Regions from separate parts of the Oryctolagus cuniculus genome. Here region 1 is linked to region 2. The links are chromatin contacts, called in public Hi-C maps. All regions are on one chromosome and are shown on one strand. Each heading gives the region's core, a stretch centred on a gene start, on an enhancer-like site or on the middle of the called end of the contact. The rest is flanking DNA. Distances are from core to core; before and after follow the strand shown.

Region 1 (3,072 bases), core at 194-2,693, 58 kb after region 2:
CGAAGTGCTATCGTAGGACTTGGTTTTCAGCTGGGCCTGGGGTCCCAGCTCAGGATAAGCAAAGAGAGAAAAACAGATGTAAAAACAAAACAAAGCAAAAAATGCTCCAACTCACTGTGAGGTTGTAAGCCAAAATCCATGTAAAATGTTTGATGGTAAGAAAAAAAGTCAATAAAATCAATATTTGGAATAGGAATTCACTCCAGATTAAATTTACTTTGTGAAAGGCTTCAAAAGAATTTTAAAAAAATATAAAGGATGCTTAAAAGGCAAAGGTTTAAAGTCCACTGGAGATGAATAAGGAACAAAATGAGAACAAGGAGATATGGCAAGAACAAATTAGAAAGCTTAGACAAGTTTGATTATTAAAAATGAAAAGCTACAGTATGTAAAATAGACAGAGAGAAGACCAATGAGTTAGAAGATGGTATTGAGGAATTCATACTCACATATTACACAGGGGCAAAGATTGAGAATACGAAAGCAGTTATGAGGGAATGAACGTATGTCCAGGAGGAGCGTCAGAGGAACACAGTGAAGGGAATGACAGTGAAATAATACAGGAGCATGAAGAAATACTCAGGAAATCTCCTTGGGGAAGTGTCAGAACGTCTGGGGTAAAGAGAAAAACAAAACAAAACAACCCTACAGTAGACCAGAGGAAAAGGCATATTATTTAAAAAGTAACTTTTGTTCTTAGCAAAGTCAGGCCAGAGACAACAGAGAATATCTTCCAGGACTTTTATACCCAGCTAACTTACAGCTAAAATTTAAGACCAAAAAAAAAAAAAAAAAAAACAAAAAACCAAAACCCTAAAAACAAAAAATATTTTGAGGTGGAACTCAGGCATTCCTAAAGATATAAAATACAGACTGTCACTAAAAAGGATTATTGTAGGATGTATATATTTTAAGATACACTTTTTTTTTTTTTTAAGGTCAAATAGTTCTCCAAGGCTTCTGTGGTTGCCAGCTTCCTGCAGCGCCCCCCAGTGGCGCTCTCCTGGTTCTCGCGTCCCTCCAGTGCATTGCAGAAAACAATGGGGTGTGACAGCTTCCGTGTCACTCGCTCACTGTTCCTGCAGAGGGCACTCCAGCCTCCCCAGGGAGCCGTGTGCGTCACGCTGCGCTCAGCAAGGCTTGCCAGTCCGTTGGCGAGCTGCTCTGAAAGTGGATGCTCCCGCCTCGTGCCAGACCTCAGGTCGTCAAAGCCCTGGGCAGCCTCTGGCCGGTCGCCTCACGAAAGCTCTGAGCTAGAACTCCCCTGCTAAACTGCTCCTGAGTTCCTGACTCTCAGACTCCAGTGAGATAGCAAATCTTGTTGTTCCATTAAGCTAAGAAGTTTTGGTGGTGGTTTGTTACACAACAGGAGATAATGTTGTTCATCATGAAAGAAATGGCCGTTCCTCGTCCCACCTTCCCCTACTCCATCCAATCCCTGAAGGCAATCCCTTTCCACGGCCTTCAGCTCGTGTTTGGTTGTTTTGGTATTGGCCTCAAGGTTTCTATAGGGCTTACGTGTGTTTTTCTTGTTTTCATTTTGGGTGTTAAGTAGCGACACTTGTTATGGCAAATGGCCTGGTTTTTCTCTAGTGAGTCGGTGCTTACATCAGTATTGCCCCATCAATATTACGCAGTGCTAACGCGCACACGGAAGTGTGGTCCTTTTTCCTCGCTTGTACAACTTTGTGTTTTTCCTGGTGATAGTAACACTCCATTATTTTCTTTTGCTTGTTTACTTGCATTTTTAATCCCATGAGTAATTCACCTCCTCTCTGTGTCTGAGCATGCTAGATACATCCTGGTATTTTTTTTTTTTTTTAACCTTTCCTTGCTCTGTGCTCCTGTTCCTGTCCGGGCTGGAGCTGAGGGTGGAGCTGGGACCGAAACCCCAGCACTGCGCTGCGGGATGTGGTGTCCTGAGCTGCACCCTCCTTGCTGTGCCGACGCCACCTCTGAATTATTTCCCTCATACTTTTCTCCTCTCCATCTTCTGTTGGTAGAGTTCCTATTATTTGGATGATTTTGCTGGACTTTCTGGATTAATCATCCAAAGGGTCTCCCTCTTCTTTCCTGTTGTCATTCTCTCTCTCTCTGTTTTGCTTTCAGGAAAATTCATTGACTTTACTGCCAAACATTCTAAGTTACATACATTTCTTCTCCTATTTGTATTATTCACACATTTCAACTTACTGCTCTAAGGACATTGATCACAGATTTTTAGAATGTTTTTGTTCAGAGGCCAATTGTCTTTGTTCCTCAAGATCCACCTCCACGCCAGTTTTTTTTTCTTTCTTTTATTTTCCTTATTTTTTTTTCCAGATTTATTTATTTATTTGAAAGGACAAGTTACAGAGAAGCAGAGAGATCTTCCATCCGCTGGTTCACTCCTCAAATGGCTGCAACAGCCAAAGCTGAGCTGATCCGAAGCCAGGAGTGAGGAGCTTCTTCCAGGTCTCCCCCGCAGGTTCAGGGGCCCAAGCACTTGGGACATCCTCCACTACTTTCCCAGGCCATAGCAGAGAGCTGGATCAAAAGTGGAGCAGCCAGGACTCAAACCACGCCCATGTGGGATGCCGGCACTGTAGGCAGAGGATTAACCTATTGCGCCACAGCGCCAGCCCTGGTGTTGGTGTCTTTAACACAGGAAGCTTAAGTACCTGGCAGTCCTCTGTTATCTCCCTTCCAATGCTCACCCCAAGGTGACCGTACTGGGGTAGAATCTCTGGGAGGTGGTAATGTCACTGCAGCGGAGCCCTCATGAACGAGATTGGTGCCCTTGTGGGGTACAGGCCTTCGTCTTTCAGTGAAGCTTGTTTCTAACTGACATGGTTAAAGCTTGGTAGAAGCCTTCCCAAGGTCAGAAGAAAAAGGGAGGCATCTGTCCTGGGAATGAAATGTGCTTGTTACCTGCTTGCCTACCAGTGCTTCAACTGTAGTTACTATCTGCTTATATGCAACCATTCCACTGATGTTAACCCTTGCCAGACAGCGTAGGGCTCGGTATGTGCGAGGAAAAATATGTGCGAGGAAAAATACCATCAGTAACTATGTACGCATAGGCAGTATTGT
Region 2 (2,904 bases), core at 176-2,675:
GCTGCGGATGCTGGGGTGATGGGACGGAGAGTCGGCTGGCCAGGGCCAGACCTGCCAAGCTGGGCGTGTTGGGGGGTGGGGAGGAGTAGATTCCGGCTGCCACCCGCAGAGCTTGGAGACACAAAGGGCTCCTGTTGGGGCTGGGGATGGAGGGGGGGGTGAGGGAGGGAAAGATAGAGACAGAGAAAGGGGGTGAGAGATAGAGTGAGGAGCGGGAAGAGCAAAGAGCGTAGAGGGAATGAGAGGGAGAAAGGGACAGAGAAGAGAGAGAAGACAGAGGGGAAGAAGTGGGGAGGAGGAAGAGAACCGAGGGCACAGGCAGCCACAAAGGGAGGGGTGGGAGTGAGAGGACAAAGGGATAGGAGGCTGGAGCAGAGCACCAAGGAGAGAGGCTGACCCTTTCCAAGCCAGGTGCCTGGCTGCCTTCTGCCACCCAAGAGCTTCCCTTGACCCTCGCTATCCCCACCCTGACACCTCTCCCAGTCATTCTGTCCCATTACAAAACTGGGCAACTCCCAGACTCAAGTTACAGCCCAGGCCCTCTCTTCCTTGGAAGGTCCCCTCCCAGCCACCTTCCTGGGCAAATTCCAGCTCAAGCTGCTAAAAAGGAGCCATTAGAGCCCATTTCCTTTCCTAAGGCTTGGGTCCCACCCCACTGCCACAAAAAGGGCCAAGTGACTTCCCAAACACCTGGTGGCTGTGAGTCAGCCCAGAGCCCAGGACCCCTGCCTCTAACGAGGTCAAGGGACACCCTGGGGCTGGGTGGGGGCTGGATACCCAGAGTCAGCATGGACAAAGGTCCCAATTCCCACACCCATTCCTGCTTGCCCTATTCTCCCTAATGTTCCCGTTCCTAGGGGTTGGGAGCGGGGTAGGAGGTGGCAGGCCACCTGTCCCCACTGCAGTGACCAAAAGCTTCGCGGCTGAGTTCGGGTCTGCTCATCTTTCTGCACACTTGATTTCTGTGCCTAGCACCAAGCACATGGCAGGGACACAGGCGGGGTCTTGGATGGTGGAGACAGGAGTGCTGAGAAAGTTCAAGGGTGTGAATGGCACTGGGGAGAGAGAACGGGGTGCTGAGGCGCGGGTGCTCAGGGTGTGAGGGGGATGGAGCAGAGAAGACGCGTGTGGGAGGGTGAAGGGAAGGACGCCTGGGGCAAGCACCTGGTGTCCTTGTCCTCCGCCAGGCACCAGCATGCAGCCACCCACCCCCCAGGCCTCAGTTTCCCCAGCTCAAAAGGCCAGCGCAGGGTTTGGGTAGGCCCCCTTGCCCTCACGCTTCCAGGAGCAGCGGCTTCTGAGCGCTCTGCTCAGGGCTGTGCTCGGCTTCACTCACCAGGGTCTGCTCATACTGCAGCGCCCGCGGTTCCATCCCTTCCTCCACCGCCGCGGCCGCTGGGGCCGCCATCTCGGCGCGCTGCCCTCTTGCCTCCCTCTGCGGCTCCGGCTCCGGCCTGGACTCGGCACTCCGCCCGCGCAGCCAGCGCCGGTCGGTCCCCGTCCGGTCCCCGCAGCCCGGGCGGCCGAGAGCAGAGTGCGGCGGGCCCCGGGCGGGCGCCGCTGGCACGGCCTCCCGCTCCCGTCCCCTCCTCGGCGGGCGGGCCGAGGGCGGTGCCCTCTGCGCTGCTCCGCCCGCCAGCCCATCCGGAGGGGCCGGCCTAGCCCGGCTAGGGTCTGCGACGGGGCCGCCTCCCAGGCTCCGGAGAGGCGGCAGGGGGCGCCTGGAACGCGCCTGCCGGCGGAGAAGGACTGAGAGGGGCGCCCGCGGCCGGGGCGGGGCAGGGCCACTGGCACGTGGAGCCGGTCCACAGCTCTCCGTGCAAGGCGGAGAGGGACCGGAGCCGCCGGGCGCTTAGGACTTCGGGCTCGGGGCTGCAGGGCTGCTAATTCGTGAGAGCAGCTGCCTTCTCTGCTGAGGACTGGAGGCCCAGGCGGGCCTGGAAAGGCCCCTCTGCGGGGGATTCGGAGGGCCATTCTGGGCTCCTGCCCTTGCTCGGGGCTAGCCTCAGGAGGTGCCCCTGCAATACCGGACCCGCCGGATTTTGCGGGCAAGGGGACTGGGAAAGAAAGGCCCGAGGGAAGGGAGTTCTAGTGCCTGGAAGGCAGGCGTCGGGGGTGGGGTGGGGTGGGCAGAGGTCGCTTCTCCTGGCAGGGCCCAAGGAAAACCCCAGGAGCTGCTGACGTCTCGCCGCCTTGGGGAAACGGCCTGCTGGGGTTTGGCTTTCTCTATCAGGGTCCGGGGAAGGAGAGAACAGAGGGTGGGGTGAGCACGGGGTGCACGGGCAGCGTTCGAGATAGCGAGCGCAGACGCGGCGTGCAGGAGGGCGGCAGGAGGCCAAGGAAGGGAGGTTGTGGGAGAAGGGGGCCAGCACCCGGGAGGAAGAGACAGGAAAGTGATCCAAGAGGAGGGCAGTGCTGGGGGAACACGCGGCACACGCTGAGGGGGCACTGCTAACGGGTAGGGCAGTGTGAGGGGATTTGTGGCAGGCGGAAGGAGCGAGCAGGGCCCAGGGGAAGAGGGCAGTGGTGGGGGGAGGGTGCAGCGCCAGAGGAGGGCAGTGCCAGCTTTCCTTTCCCCCGGAGTGATATCCTGGACGGCCCCGGCTCAGGTGACGTCCAGCAGGGCCGAGCCAGCCCCCGCCGACCTGGGGGCCCTCGGTGCCAGTTGAGGGACTAGGCATTACGTCCTGCTGGGCTAGCGCTCTGGGGGCGGAGTTTTGTTGCACCCGTCCCCGGCGCGGACTATGCCCTCGGGGGACACGAGGACCGGCAGGGTAGGGCTAGGGCCCGGCTTCTCTGGGGCAAAGATCAAGGTCTCGGCCTGGGTTAAGTCTCCAAGCATTCCAGGCTTCAGGGCCCGGACTCTGGAGAGGGCGAAGCGGAGCCCCAGCGGAGCGCGATAAC

The links. Hi-C and Micro-C count contacts between places; a contact is called where the count stands out from the background.
Region 1: a Hi-C map of skin fibroblasts shows a contact between it and region 2, with 9 times the contacts expected there. The contact joins the enhancer-like site here to the promoter of CLCN2 in region 2. A contact is called at or near these places in 2 of 6 Hi-C or Micro-C datasets (skin fibroblasts and an unstated tissue).

What each region holds. Positions count from the first base shown.
Region 1 is chr4:93,988,903-93,991,974 of mOryCun1.1, forward strand. No RefSeq gene overlaps it. Among named protein-coding and RNA genes, the nearest start is that of CHRD, 39 kb to the left of the region's middle. Within about 2 kb of position 1,444, at least 1 of the 8 cell types and tissues checked has an H3K27ac peak or open chromatin away from gene starts, as enhancers often do.
Region 2 is chr4:93,930,527-93,933,430 of mOryCun1.1, forward strand. CLCN2 (chloride voltage-gated channel 2) reads right to left here and starts at 1,426. Exons shown (of 24, transcript NM_001082751.1): 1 at 1,337-1,426. The coding sequence starts at 1,408. POLR2H (RNA polymerase II, I and III subunit H) reads left to right here and starts at 2,706. Exons shown (of 5, transcript XM_002716474.5): 1 at 2,706-2,904.